Linked DNA regions of Mus musculus: region 2 is linked to region 1. A link is a contact called in public Hi-C data. All regions are on one chromosome and are shown on one strand. The core of a region is the stretch at or near the end of the contact, and the rest is flanking DNA. Distances in the headings are between cores, read along the strand shown. Region 1 overlaps Ctnnbl1 (catenin, beta like 1). Region 2 has its middle 18 kb from the start of Vstm2l.

Region 1 (7,863 bases), core at 3,381-5,880:
CAGAATAATTCTAAGAATGATTCAGGCTGTGTGAAAGAGTAGGGACTCAGGCTGTCCCACAGTGGTGTGTATATAAAACACAGGAGGAAAAAGTACTGTGCGTGGTGGAGACAGGGACGTAAGCAAAACAGAGACAAGCAAAGGAGCTATGCGACAGATAATAGGGCTAGCGTTTCAGAACTGAGAAATGAAGAGACCAGACTGCGGCAGGGAAGTTGCCTTAAAGCAGGTCGGGAGGTGGGCACTGAAGAAGTAGTGGCTATTCCCCTGTATCCGTCTGTAGGTAAGAACAGAAAAGAGGGTTCACTTTCTAGAGCCCAGTGGACCTTAGTGAGCAGCATACACTGATGCATAGGAGGAATTTCTAGAATATATTAGCAGTGGACCCTGAGATGGTAAATGTGCTGGTTAGTTGTGTGTCTACTTGACACTGGTAGAATCAAAGGAGAGGAGGGAGCCTCAGTTGAGAAGAGTTTATCATCTATAAGATCAGGCTGTGGGCAAGCCTTGGGCATTTTCTTCCTCAATGATTGATAATGGAAAGCCCAGCCAAGTGTGGCCATCCTTAAGCTGGTGTTCCTGGGTTCTATAAGAAAGCAGGCTGAACAAGGCATGAGGAGCAGGGCAGTAAGCAGTACCCCTCTATGGCCTCTGCATCAGCTCCTGCCTCCAGGTTCCTGCCCTGTCTGAGCTCCTGTCCTGACTTCCTTCAGTCATGAACTGTGGTGCGGAAGTGTGAGACACATAAACCCTTTCTTCTCCAGCTTACTTTTGGTCATGGTGTTTTCACCAGTGAGCCTCACTGGGACGGTAGGTCTGCGCTGGGTCCAGGGAACCTGGTTTTCAAAATTGCACTAAAGATCTTTCAACACAACTGCTGAAGGCCCTGGCTGCCAGGATGGTCATGAGTTGAAGGCACTTTCACGTGGATTTTCAGTCACCTCGTGGGACCTCAGTGGTCCCCTGAAAGAAAGGGGCCAGACAAGTGAAGGACCACTAGCTGCAGCCACCCAGCTCCAAGGGAAGACAGACTCTAGGTCCAGTCCACCAGGAATCTCTAAGGCTGATGTTGGTGAAGAATCAACACGCACTTGCTTGGGCTAGAGACCCAGAACAAAGCATATTCAAGCGTCATGGCTTCCTTCTTGCCGCCTTGCTCTTAGCTTAGCTTGCTTTTGTGACCATTCCATGCAGCACAGAGTTTTACTTGATTCCCAGTAAAATAACCAAATACCAATTTAAAGTTTAAATACTGGAAACCTTGAAAATGGTTATAGATTGTAACAAGGCTCTTCCTGTCCTGAGGATTATACAAATTTCTGTGCCCTGTGGCGAAACTCAATAATAGCTTGCTAAAATAGCAAATGAAACCCAGACTAAACACCCAAAGGTCTCAATTTCTCTTATAGAAGCAACTCCAAAAAAAGAAAGAATGAACGAGAGAGAGAGAGAGAGAAAGAGAGACAGAGAGACAGAGAGACAGAGACAGAGAGACAGAGACTGAGCAAGAGAATGCTGTTATGGCTAATTTAAGCACCTTTCAAAGGACAGAGGAGTTTTAAAGAATGAGCCTCAAATTCATTATTAAGTCCCAAGGACCTAAAAACCCTATCCTGACTTCACAAAGACAAAGACTATGAGATTATTTTCTGTATGTTAAGGTTGGGTCTACAAATTCCACCAGGAACCCAGATTCTTGTTATCCTTTCCTCTACCCCTCACTCCCTAAGTGTTTCAATGAGGATGGAAACACAAACTGAGTGCTGAGAAGTAGGTGGGGAAGGAACTGTACGCTGAACAAGTGCAGCTTAAGGCCAAAGACCACCTGGACTCAGAAGTCCAAAGGAAGATGCCAAGATGGCAGCAGATAAACCAGCTACCTGCTGGATACAGGCCCAAGTGGGAAAAGGAAAGGGCTTACAAGGGCTCAGTGCACTGGGCTCTGCCTGGCAAATATGTCTATCTCTACTGATAGCACTACTGGGCAGAGGCTCCCCTGATGTGTGTGTGTGTGTGTGTGTGTGTGTGTGTGTGTGTGTGTGTGTGTGAGAGTGTATGTGTGTGTGTGTCTATCTTATGGGGTTACATAAGCAGAGCTGGAGAAGACCTAGACTGTCTGGCTGCCTTCCCCTTAGGCCTGCCAAGACAAGGACTGTGAACCTGACCTGACACAGCCCAGACATTCCGGATAAGCCATGACTACTTTAAGAGTCATTCCTCCTTAAAGAAACCTCTCTTATCTTGCTAGTGAGGACCTCCACAGTAGCCTTCCTATCACACAGTTGGTCAAGCTAATGGCTTTTCCCTTCCTTTCTTATTTACTCGATGGGACAGCAGTAATAGTTAAAAACATGGTGACTCTGTGCTAAGAAAGAGAATGAGGGATACAACAGAAATAAGGATAAAGGATACAAATATAAAGCTAAAAGAAATTAATACAAATAGCTGTCATTATTGTTGTTTTGAGACAGGCTCTTATACAGCCCAGGCCGGCCTGCTCCTTACTGTGTAGTAGAGGGTGACTTTGAACTTCTGATCCTTCTGCCTCCACTTCCTAGGGCTGGGACTACAGCTGGGTACAGGCATCCTACCTGCTGGACCACTTCCCCAAGCCCATGAATGGCTACTAAGCAACTGGAAGCCAATACACATTCTTTGATTTAAAAATGTAAATTGAAGTAGCCTAGCATCAATGTTCACTTCTAAGTGCACGAAAGCCTTAAGTATGTTGATGCCTGGTATTCCCGGGAGCAACAGGGGAGTGGCCAGCAGGGCAAACTTGACAGGTGACAATTCTACAACACCTGCCTCAAACGTTAATGCAAATACCCTATGGCCTGAATGTTCCACTAGTAGGGGTTTAACACACAGATAAGCTAAGTGCACCAGAATAGTGTTCAGATGTGATACCCACTATAAACTGCTTATAACAGTCAAAATTAAAACTGAGAGCCCGGCAAAGGATGTGGCTCAGTTGTTAGGGTGATGGCTGAGCATGCACAAGGCCAGGGGTTCAATCCCCACTCCTGCATAAATTGGGCAGGGAGGCACACACATGTAATCCCAGCACATGGAAAGGAGAGGCAAGAAGATCAGGAGTTCAAAGTCTCCTGAACTGCAGGCCAGCCTGGACTACATGAATCCCTATTTCAAAAAAAAAATAATAATAATATTGGTACTTCTGTCCAATGGAACACTAGGCTATCATTAGTTCAGTGAAAAAACAATTTGCATAAGAAAACATTATATAATTCTTTTTACGTCAACATACAACACTAGCTCCTATGTATGTTCAGAAATTTTCTAAAAGAATATATATGATATTGTTAACAACAGATGCTTTTTTAAAGTAGAACTCAAAAAGATTATTGGGGATGGAGACAAGCAACAAAAGGGCCAGAAACTTCCCAAACTAGACATGTGGAGGTCGGAGGATGTCTATCGACACCATGGCACCAGCCACAGCCAGAGCAGAGACATATGGGTGGCAGGGCCACTGGCTCCCTTACCTTCAGCCTCTTCAACAGCCACTGCAGGAGTCCCTGCTGGGCAGCCTCTGTGCACATCTCCGGACGGAACTCGGCCATATTCTCCACAATAGCTGAAAGAGACAGACACCAGTCACCTGGGAAAGCATCTCTCTGCTCCTACTCGCATCAAGCCCACTTCCCATGACAAGCACTTTAGCCTTTGTCCCACTTCCCTGTATTCTACTCAACAGATGCTGTTGTCACTTTTAGATTAACCAAGGAGTTGCTATGTTTTTTCCCCTTTTTCTTCAAGTTATGTTACAAGTAGAAGTCATAACTGAAAATGACGGAATTCGCAGAAGAGATGAGGGATGGGTTTTTATGCTAATAGAGGTGACTCCAGAGCAGAGCACGCTGATGGGTGGAGAGCTGCCTAGCAAAGCACGCTCAGTCCCAGAGGTCTGCAGCTAGTCAGGCTAGGGCAGGGTCTCCTAGGGCCAGGTAGTCTCTTCTCTCTCTCTCTCTTCTCTCTCTCTCTCTCTCTCTCTCTCTCTCTCTCTCTCTCTCTCTCTCTCTCACACACACACACACACACACACACACATTGTGGTATTGTGATTCATATGAAAACCAAGACACTGGCAGGGAGGTGAGCATGATCTTCTTAATTGAGCACACTAACGCGTGCAGAGGGGAAAGGCCATGACGGCAGAGGTAGCTGCCAGCTATCGGGAAGCAAATAATTGGTCCTGCTATCTCCTACAACAGTCAAAGTGTGACTTAATAGGAAAATTAAAAGTTAGAAGGCAAAGGGAAAAAAGCTATTACATGCTATGACATCAAGAAGAAGAGCATTAAAAAAAACCACCACTGCCCTTACCACATCAAATGCTTTCCTTCCCTCCAGGGCCCCTCTGCTTCCTATCTTACAACAGGCCACTCTCACAAGGCAGACACTGTTCTGTGTTCTCAAAGCATAATATCCAGAGCGTGCTGCTGTGCCTGGATTCTGAAGGAGCAAGGGCCAAAGAAACCCAAGCCAGGCTCCTCAAGAGCCAGGCTCTTTCTTTCACCCAAGCCAGGTTCCTCAAGAGCCACTGAAAGGAGATCGGGCAGTCATGAGGGAGGGGACACATGCTGACAGTGAGCAGCAGAGGGACTCAAGAGACCAAACAGTCTCTCTCAATCAAGCACTTGTTCATTTTATCTTGTTCTGTTCGTACTACACATGATCTCCTGTTACACACAAGAAACAAAGCCACACTTCCTGCCATGGTTCACAGGGTCTTCCAAACTCTGGACAGACTCACTCCCTGATCTCACTGCCCCAACCCCACCTCCCGCCCTCATTTTCCAGAAGCACAGCCTCGCTTGACTTAGCCAAAGACAGCCACGGACTCCTCCACAGGCCAAGGGCCCCAGTCAGCTCCCCTGCAACACTCAAGGCCCTTGCTCTCAGTCTCTAGGATGTTCTTACTGACACTAATCATAGCTCTTGTCACTGGCACTCCTTCCTCTGTCCTGGGCTTTCCCATGAGAGCACCCTTGTATTAGTCATGCCTGACTCCTCCTGATCTGCCCTAGCTCCCAGTACTGTGTCTGAGAAACACCAGGCACCCAAGGAGTGGGAAGGAGGAGGCATGAATCTGAGTGTGGTAGGTGCCTGAGCAGAGACCAGGCAGATTTGCCAGAGCTGCGCTTTCCTACCACACCAGGGCCTTTTTATGAACAGCCAGCTAAGACTTTTGATAAGCTTTCCATGTTGCAAAATCCAGCATTAGGCTGACAGATGGCAATGCCAACTTCTGCCTCTGCACTAGAGCCAGCTCCCAACCGCAGGCTGTCGTGTTCCCCTCTCATACTCCCTGGGTGCCCATCTTCCCTCTTCTTTACAATAATCCACACTGAAGAGTCTAGCACTACAAGGGAGATCTGCAGTAAGCACAGAGGAGCCGGGAGGGAAACTAATCTCATAGAAACTCCTGTTTCAGCTCGGCCCCCTTCATTGCTGGAGCTCAGCTTGCAAAGATGCCACCGCTGGTTTAACACAATAGCAGCCAGGGAGGAAGCGGCCTGCCCAAAGGCATGACTTTAAATATGGCAACTGTGCGAAGGGAGAAGCTGGAGAGATTTGAGGGAGAAGGAAAGGACTGTAGAAGAATGCACTGAAATGAATGGGACTCGGGCAGCAGAGTCGCTGGAAGTATTTTAACTCACTTAGCCAAGCCGTCTGTACCAAAGACAAGGAAACACTGGCTCTTTCAATGCAAATACCTTTTTGTAATGTCCACAGATGTGCAAACACCTGCAGCTCCACTGAAGGAAGTGGGTGAGGGAAGCTGACACGAGATCACCCACAAATTTAAAACTTTGCTTCCTAGGGCAGAAAGGGCCCCACAAGGATTTCATCTTAACTTTTGGAGGCAAAGGCTGCTAAGGAGAGGTGTTCATATTGCTCTTGCAAAGATCTGGGTTTGCTTTCCAGCACCTATATCAGAGGGTCTACCACTTTTAACTCTAGCACAGGAAATCCAACAAGGATCTCCTGGCCTCCACAATGATGTGCAAACACTCCCCAACATACATATATACATAATTAGAAACAGTAAAATCTTAAAATAAAATTTAGGAGCCAGCATATTTTATATTTTCTCTTGGATGGGTACCTACTTAGTGGATTTCAGCTTTTATTGCCTATATACCAAATCAAAGCTGTAGTTACATGAAATGCACACATGGGTCTTCATTTTTAAAAGGCAGCTTTGGAGTATAGGGGAAAAAAAAAAACCAAAACCCATTTGGTTGTTAATTGGTGCCAGCCCCTCACCTAGGGTGTTGTGGACGCCATCAGCCTCCTCCCTCACAGACTCATCCAGGCGCTCCAGATTCTGCACCAACAATGCGGCCACCTGCCCGTCCACCTGCGGGAATAGGAAGCAAAGGAAGAGAAGAACACATCACAGGTCAATCCCCAAATGTCCCCATTCCCCTAGTCACAGCTCTCCATTCAAATGAGCAAACTGAGTGCAGAACTGGCAGCCTGCAGTGCTCTCTCAACCCATGGCCTCTTCAAGGCACTCCGAGGCAAGGAAGGGGTCTTAATGGCTTCCTAACCCCAAGTTAGTCCTGACCCCGGCTGGGCAAGCCAGAGATGAGTGGCACAAAGGAAAAGGCAGGGTTACAAAGCTGGTGAATGCAAGGTTCTCATGGTCATCATCCCACCTCTCCTTCCCCAAGCTCTGCCTCAGCAGTACCTACACATGATGGAAAAACAGGGCATGAGGCATTGGGTAAAACATACTTCCAGCTCTTACTTGAGTCACCTTTTGAGGTCGGTAGGAAACCCACAGTAGCTACAGAATACACACATCTGCCAAGGAGCGATACCAAAGTCAGGATTCCTTCTAGAATCTTGAAGAGAGCCTTTCCTCCTTTACACTGCCATCTGTACAACAGGTTCTGGGGGACTGCCTGTGGGCAACCCCAGGGCATGCAGGGAAGGAAGGAGGGAAGGCAGCCCTGGTTTTCTCTCCTGGAGAAGAGACTCTTTAGCTAAGACAGCTGTGATCAGGCATCTAGGAAGACTGGAGAGCTGGGTACAGCCTCCCTTCCCCTTCCCACTGCCTTGCTTGCCTTACACAGGAAGTGAGGATAAAGAAGAATCCTACAGCAATCGCAGGAAAATGGGGGGAGGGGGCACTACTTTTGGCTAAAGGAACAACTCAAAATGCCCACAATCAAGTTTGCATCGAGTTTTGTTCTCACTCCATGCCATTTACCTCGCTGGGGAAGAAAAAGCCAAGTTCTTTGCTAGCAAGCCCCTTACTTCACGGACCCTGGCTCACTTTAAGATCTTGAACAACTCTGCCCAAACAGATACCTGAGAAACTAACCTTACCAAATAAACTTATGCAGTCACTGTGTGCTCTCAGTCAGTGTTGCATCTACCCTGGCATAAAGCTCACAGCTCTCACTCACAGAGCACACAACAAAGGCTCAGGGAGGTTAGGCAGCCTGGCCAGAGCCATAGAGCTGGGACAGCAGTGAGCAGAGAACAGAAAGACAGACAGGAGGAGGAAGAGCCCAGTGAGCTGCACTCTACAGACCTGGTTGGACAGAGCCTAAGGATGACAGGGAGGAGAAGACAAATACAGCCCCTGCTCTTTCTGGGACTTTCTGAGACTCAGGGGCAACATCTGGACATGAAGAAAATCTGAAATTTGTGGCCTGTCTGCACACCCAGTTGCTAGTCAGTGACGCTTTCTGAGCTCTCCCTTATGCCTTGGGGAAGGAATGGGGACGGAGCCACTGGAGAGGAGCTGGTGCCAGAGCTGGAAGGGCTGCAGCAGAAAATGAGCTGCTCTCCCTCTTCTCCCAGGGATACACAATCGTG
Region 2 (6,819 bases), core at 1,966-4,465, 88 kb before region 1:
TGTGGTGCCTCTGTTCTATGGAATACAGGTGGAATTTGACCATGGTGACCCATGAAAGAGGTAAGTCTGGAGCTTCGAAGACAAGGAGCCCTGAGATTTTTGGTGGGCTTCATGTGCCCATTCAGTGGGAGGACCGTATGAAGGCTGACATGATGTGATCTACAGATGTGTTCAGCCACATTCACAGGGCTGCATGCATAAAGGTTGGCCATGCCTGAAGAGGGTCTAACCTTCTGTCTATACACAGCCCTCAGTATGCCCTCTACCTCCTTAGCCTGAGGTCACTGCTCCTCTGGAAGCCACCACCACGGAGGGACTTCATCCTGGCTTCCCTGAGTAGCAGCCAGCTTCCACCCACTCACAGATGGCCTTTTATCTCCTTCATCCTCCCTGCCACTGTCCTGGACTCTGTGCTCTGCACTCTGGAGTGGCTCCCTGCCTGTCTGGCCGTCTCATGGCTGTTTTTGTGCCATCCAGCCTGGTTCTGAATAGTTGTCAGTCAGCCTTCTGCGGCAGAACCAGCACTTCGTCTGAGAAGTCCCATCTGATGCCCAGAGAGGAGGGACCACTGCCCACCACCTGCGTGTCTCTGCCCACTGCTATAAGCGTTTCAGGAAAGGGAATGCCAGGACATACTCTGTTGGCCATTCCTGGGCTCAGAGTTCTAGTCTTAGGCCCCACTTGGAGTAGCTGAGCACCAGCTAACCCTGAGCCTTAGCTTCTCAGCTAAGGCGGGCTTCTGGGTCTGAGAGGGCCCAGCTCAGAGTGGGACCTCTGAACTCTGACCCGGGCCTCCTGTGGCCTAAGCTGTCGTCCAACCCAAGACACAATACCTGTCCTTCAGTCCCAGGTCAGGCAAAAGAAGAGACTGCCCAGCCATAACAGGCTGTTCCAGGAACAAGTTCCAGGTCCCATGTTCGGGTGTTTTGTTCTGACCACTTTGAGGGTCATTTGAGACAAAGCCAAGGGGACATAGAATGAGAGTGGCCCTGCCCCAGCCACAGTGGCATTTCAGTCTCCCCCACCCCCGCCCCCAGCTGTGCTGCTCCTTCACACAAACCCCCTGTGGCCATTTTAGCCCTGTGTAACAGTCTCCATGAGCCCCCTTTGCAGGTTAGAGGTGATCCAACTCCTTCTGGGACAAAGCCCCCCTGCCCAGTCCAGCCCCTCACCTCTGCATCTGCCTCACATTCTCAACTACACATCTGTCTGTTGAGTGTGTGAAGCACACGCCTGTCATAGGGCCTTTGTGCTCACTGTTTCCCTTGCCAGAGATATCCCCCCTCCCCCCAATCCTGATACCCCCATTATGTCAGTCTCAGCTCTGATGGTACCCCCCAGGTCTCCTCTGCTGATTCACAGCTGGGGTACCCTTCCTTTCAGCCACTCTCTCCCTTCTCCATAGCATGCCTCTGCCGCCTTGCTGGCTTATTCTAGGAAGGCAGCAGCAGGGTGCCCAAGTGCCTTGGGCACTGTTCCTCCCCACACCCTGTCACAGCGAGGCCCAGACATGTGTCATTCAAGACCCTGCCAGGCCATCCCACCTTCCACAGCCTGCTGGCCCAGTGAAGCCGGCTGGTGACCTCTCCTGAGGGCAGCGTGAAGGGTTGGGATCCCGGTCCTCTGCTCCAGGGTATGTATGCTTGCTTCTGTCTACGCCTTTGCTCCAGAGGGTGGAGAGGCTGTAGAGAGACCAGAACTAACTCGGGCAGTGCTGAGGGATCGGTCAGAGGTGTGGATGGAGGCTTGTGGTCCTGGACGTGGAACGTGAATACATGCAGCCTTGCTGACCACTCTGCTTCTGTGGGACCCTGTGGGACTCTGCTTCTGTGGGACCCTGTGGGACTCTGCTTCTGTGGGACCCTGACTTGGGGTATACTGATGGCTGAGCAGAGATCTGTCCTTGTGGGTGTGGTCAGTCCTTCTAGACAGTATAAACAAGCGGATGAGGGTTGGTGAAACGGTACGGCATGGCTCAGCACTGTGCGTGGGTACTCATGGCTCTGCTCCAAGTGCACTAGCACGGTCACTGCCCGCCATGAGCACACATCATGTGCAGATGGGGAAACTGAGGCTCAGGGAGGTGAAAGGGCTTGCTCAGGGTCACACAGCTAGGCAGTGACAGGGCTGAAACTTGAAAGAGCTGGCCAGGGCAGGCTCTGTGCTGTGTGGTCATTGCCCAGGTGGCCACCTCCAGACCCTGTGTGGGGCCCTTTGGACACCTCCTCCTTGTGGCAGCTGGGCTGGGAACCTGTCCTCTGGCTCCCAGAGGGCTGAGGTGAGATGAGGAACGGAGACATCTGGCAGGACTGTGGATGGTCGCCTAATGGGCCTAACTGATGACTGGCTGTCCAGGCAGGTTGCCAGCTGGACATGCTCACTGACAGTGGGGACAACAGAGAGACCAAAGGATTCCTACCCAGCATTGCAAGGAGAGCTGTGTGACCTTGTGCCAATCCTTGACTTCTCTGTTCAGTATTTCATCCGTAAAGCCAGTGAGGAGCCTTGTAAGACATCGCTGGGCTCAGAGGTGTGCTTTTGTCAGTGACTTGTGGTTCACAGACTTTCTGCTGGTGCTTGCTGTCACTCAGAATTTTCCCACCCCAGTCTTTTGGTAGACTCCTGGTTTAAAGCTGGGCGTGGTGACTCACACTCATAACAGCAGCACCAGAGAGGCCGAGGTAGGAGATTTGCTGTGAATTTGAGGCTACCCTGCACTACAATGTCAGATGGTCTCAGCTTCCCATTTTGATGACTGAGGCTAGGGAAAACACAACCCCAGCCCCAGCACACAACAAGGGGGAAAGTGCTCCTTAGAGACCCAGGTGTGTATCTGGCTCACCATTGCTGGGACTCAGTGTTTGCACCTGCAAAATGGGCCAGTCAGTCATGAATCAGGGAAATAGCCCTTGACAAGGGCTTGGCCCAATAAATATGGTACTAAAGAGTGTAGCAACTATATGGCAGCTTGAGTGCTGGGTCTGCTAACCTGGAGTGGCCTTAGCATAGCCACCTGTTCTGAAGGGGTTCCATTTCCTCACTTGGAAAGCTCGATTCCTCCAAGTGAGGCTTCACTAGCTCTGAGGTTCCAGGATCTCCTTTGTGTTGAAAGCAGCTGCCCCTGAACTCAGCTCAAGTGAATTAGAGGGGAAGGCTGTAGGGTTCTAGTGTCACAAGGAGGAAAGTGTCAGTGACAAGCCACATGTCCCTGCCTCCTGTGGCCCCACGCTTGTCCTGGTGTGGAAAGGACCAATGTCTGTAGGCCCAGGACAGGCATGCATGTGTGGAACCCTGGGCTCACTCGGGTCACCTGGGAGCCAGGCGGGGCTGGAGGCGGGGGTGGTGGTGGTGGTGGTGGTGGATTTACTGCAGCCGGGCTGTCCCCTGCAGCGCCTGCTTCTAATGGAATTTTATGGCAGGTGGAAATGATGGGACTCGGCAGCCTTAAAAGCACTTCTATTTATTCATTAAAGATATTTATACACTGAGCCAGGCTCTCCACCGCCCCACCCGGCTCCTGCTGGCCCAGGAAATGGCTCCCAGGCCTCATTGCTGGGATGCCTCTGGACAGGGCCTCCTGTGCAGAGCCTGGCAGGTTCTGCCTCCATCTTCCTACCCCAATCCTCAATGGTGGCCCCCGTGGCCCACAACACGAGGCCTCTTCACTGGTCCAGGCTCTACTGCTCCTTGGAGCTCCTTCTTCTTCCACAGCACTGCCTCTCTAGGGCTCCCCAGAGCATGGTTTCGAAGTCAGGCCTCACCCCTTCCAAGCTCAGGACTCCCCTCCTCTGCCTGCTGCTCTGGCCCCATCCTGATTGGCTTCTGCCTCTCCCTGACTCCTGCCACTGTGGCCTCTTCTCAGGCCTTTTGCACGCATGTCTGTACGTGGATCCTTCTGCCCTGGGTTTCCTACTCCCTGTCTCTGCTCAGGTTTTGAATGGGCGCCACACAGAGACCTTTCTAGGGCACTAAGCCAGGCCACTCCCTTGCTCCTCGGTCCGATTTGTGTGCCTTGCTTGCTCTTTTGACTCTCAGAAATTGTCCTCTGCATTCGCTTACAAGTGTACCAACTTGGGGTTTGTCTTCTGAGATCAGAGCTCCCTCAAGGTAGGGATAGTAACTGCTTTGTTCCCACGTGGCGTCTGGCGGCTGCTCACTAAAAGGTGGGGTGATAGGTGACAAAGATACCTGGGTCCCCTGTCGGGGCACAGAGTGGGGGATTGGTCTGTGGGGGATTCACAAAGCTAGCCAGCCCCTTAGTGAGACCCAATAGCGGGCAGGTATCTCAGGAGGCTGGGCTGAGCTCCTGGGTTCCCTGGATGGGCTAGCTGGAGGCTGTGGAGTCGGGCACACAGCCTGGCTTCAGTACAGTCCATTCCAACGGCTTCTACCCACCTGCCCAGGTCCAAGAAGGCGAAGGACAGTCTGGGCTGACCGAGACTGGAGCTGTCCTTCCTTAGTCCCTGTCCTGGTGACTTTGTGAGGCTGTCTCTTGCCTGGGGCTCAGAGTTCAGATTCCTGGGCTGCTGTGGGCTGTTTCTCGTCTTTCTGTAGGAACTGAAAGGGCCACAGGAACTGGAGACGAGGCTTGACCTGGGGCAAGCTGGGAGACTAGCCTCGACCCTTCCCTACAACCCCTCTTTTCACAGGGCTTGTTGGGCTTGGCCATGGGAAAGGCTCAGGTGACCATCACCCATGGCAGAGGGAGGCAGGGGACCTACAGGGGCTGCAGCTGCCAGGTGGGGGAGGGGCTGTCCTGGAGCCTCCTGGACACCTAGCTAGGCCTCCGCTTCTAGTCTGTCCTGCACCACCTTCTTTACTTTTCCTTCCTTTGCATGGGGAATAGTGGCTTCACCAGGAACATGGCTGGCTAGATTGCATTCTCGGCTCTGCCCTCTGGACCAAGGTTGCTCCAGGTCAGGCTGAAATGTGGGTAGTGATAAAACACTGGCTTCACGGAGGAATGTAGCAGAGGCCTGTGGCTTGTGGAAACCTGTGGCTTTCGGAGAGACATGGTGGAGTTGGGGGGGGGGGGCACCAGCTAATATACCACACATCCTGCGAAGACATTCTAAAACCCTGGAGTGACTCAGAAGAGAGATGCCGGCCAAATGCCACCAGAGCCCCACTGATCCAGAGCCACCAGTTCCCTAAGCAGGACTTAGGACATGTTCACACAGGTGACAATGACAAATGCCCTCTCCTCTTTGACTTTGCAACTCTCCTTTAGAATTTAAGCAGACCTGTGGAATGACAGTCAACATGCTTACAGATTGATGCTATAGTCTAAGGTCAGCCATGAGCAATGTACCCATCAACTCCGCAGCTACATCAGGGCCCAGCTTTGTAATGAAGCTCTGCTGTCGGAGCGGGCAAGTGTGTGCCATGTGGCAGATGTCAAATGAAAAGCAAGAGGTGGAACAAGACGAGCTCATCCTGGATGGACCTGGAGGGGATGCCTCCTGGGAGGGGGCTGAGTGGCTAGGAGACACATCTGGAGGGGAGATTTGTGCAGGGTAGCCTTGCATGCTTTCACAAGCCTCTACCAAGGGCATGTGTCAGCTAATCAAGATGAAGGTGAGTGGGAGAAGCCTGCTCTTTTTCCTGGCACCAATAACTAAGGCCCACCGCTGTGATCCAACCAGTTTCCATGTGCACCAAAGAACACGGCAGATTGAAAATGTGGGCCTGCCTTTACCTCTGCTGCTGGGTAAGAAATCTCATCAAGAAGTCTTGCCTCTAGGAAAGCGAGTCTTGTCTCCCTGCTGACACTAAATTGACGCTTGTGGTAATAGCAGAAGGTGCCACCTGGGCACTGGTATTTACTATGGGTGACTGAGGGATGCCTTCCAGCACCCGACAACAGCCCCTCACAGAAAGGAATTCAGCCTGCATGCAAATCTCTCAGACTCGCCCATCTTGCTACCACAAGATTCAGGTATGTGGATCCACCATCAAGCAGCCTGTGAAGGAGACAGACATGGCCTTTCCCTCAGGAGTTCCTTGCTAAGGTTTCTCAGATCACATCTGGATGGGAAAAGAAATACCACCTCTCTGGGGTGCTCTGCTCTGGGACCACTCAGCTGTGGACACAGGATGGACAGGAAGGAAGAGCTCTGAGCTCCAAGAGTCGGTGGAACCAAGGACAAGAGTGGATGGCTTTCACGGGAGCCTAGTAGTTCTCCCAGAGCAGGGGTGGGCACAAGCTGCTCTGTGAAGCACAGGCATCTTAGTCAGCTGTGAGTAGCCTTAAGAACTGGCACCATAGCCCAGGAGCCCAGGGTTCCTAGTTAGCAGAAAAACATGGGTCTGTGTTGCATTTAAAGGTCTCAGCTTTACGGAGCAGGGTGTTATGATAAGGACAGAAGTAATAATTCAGTAATCGTGTCCCATTGGTCACAGTCCCTGGAACTGTGCACTTTCCTGTCCCCATAGGGACTAGACTTTGTGTTTCCCCCTGCCCTTACACCTATCAGAAAGGGGCCTACTTATCGTCTGTGAAACGTGTGTGTGTATAGGGGGAGGTATCAGGCCCTGAACCCAGGGCCTTGCACTTGCTAAGCAAGTGTTCATGTGAGAGACTAAGGAAGCTAAGTTCTGACTAAGCCCTTGACAGAAGGGCTTTGGGGGCATGAAAGGATCTCAGGCAGCTAAGAGCTGGTGTCTGGAGATCTGCAGAGCCTGGCTCCCTGAGCTGGCTAACCTGCATGTGGGCAGGTTTGGAAGCTCATGACTGGACAGTGCTGTCCACATATTGGGAAGACTGGGTGGCAGGAGCAGTTTGTGCAATGTTTTAAAATTAAAACATTGTAGGAGGCT

What was found. Hi-C and Micro-C count contacts between places; a contact is called where the count stands out from the background.
Region 2: a contact with region 1 is called in a Hi-C map of the N1E-115 cell line, with 1.8 times the contacts expected there. The contact joins two enhancer-like sites. A contact is called at or near these places in 1 of 15 datasets of contacts at CTCF or cohesin (the NIH/3T3 cell line), 7 of 484 Hi-C or Micro-C datasets (the MNK3 cell line, the N1E-115 cell line, cerebellar granule neurons and 4 more) and 4 of 115 datasets of contacts at active chromatin or transcription factors (embryonic stem cells and memory CD8 T cells).

Annotation. Positions count from the first base shown.
Region 1 is chr2:157,805,203-157,813,065 of GRCm38.p6, reverse strand. Ctnnbl1 (catenin, beta like 1) reads right to left here. Exons shown (of 16, transcript NM_025680.4): 6 at 6,298-6,391; 7 at 3,510-3,601. Among named protein-coding and RNA genes, the nearest start is that of Ctnnbl1, 72 kb to the right of the region's middle. Within about 2 kb of position 4,630, at least 76 of the 459 cell types and tissues checked have an H3K27ac peak or open chromatin away from gene starts, as enhancers often do. A contact at or near this core is called in the N1E-115 cell line, where this site is marked.
Region 2 is chr2:157,892,872-157,899,690 of GRCm38.p6, reverse strand. No RefSeq gene overlaps it. Among named protein-coding and RNA genes, the nearest start is that of Vstm2l, 18 kb to the left of the region's middle. Within about 2 kb of position 3,215, at least 5 of the 459 cell types and tissues checked have an H3K27ac peak or open chromatin away from gene starts, as enhancers often do. A contact at or near this core is called in the N1E-115 cell line, where this site is marked.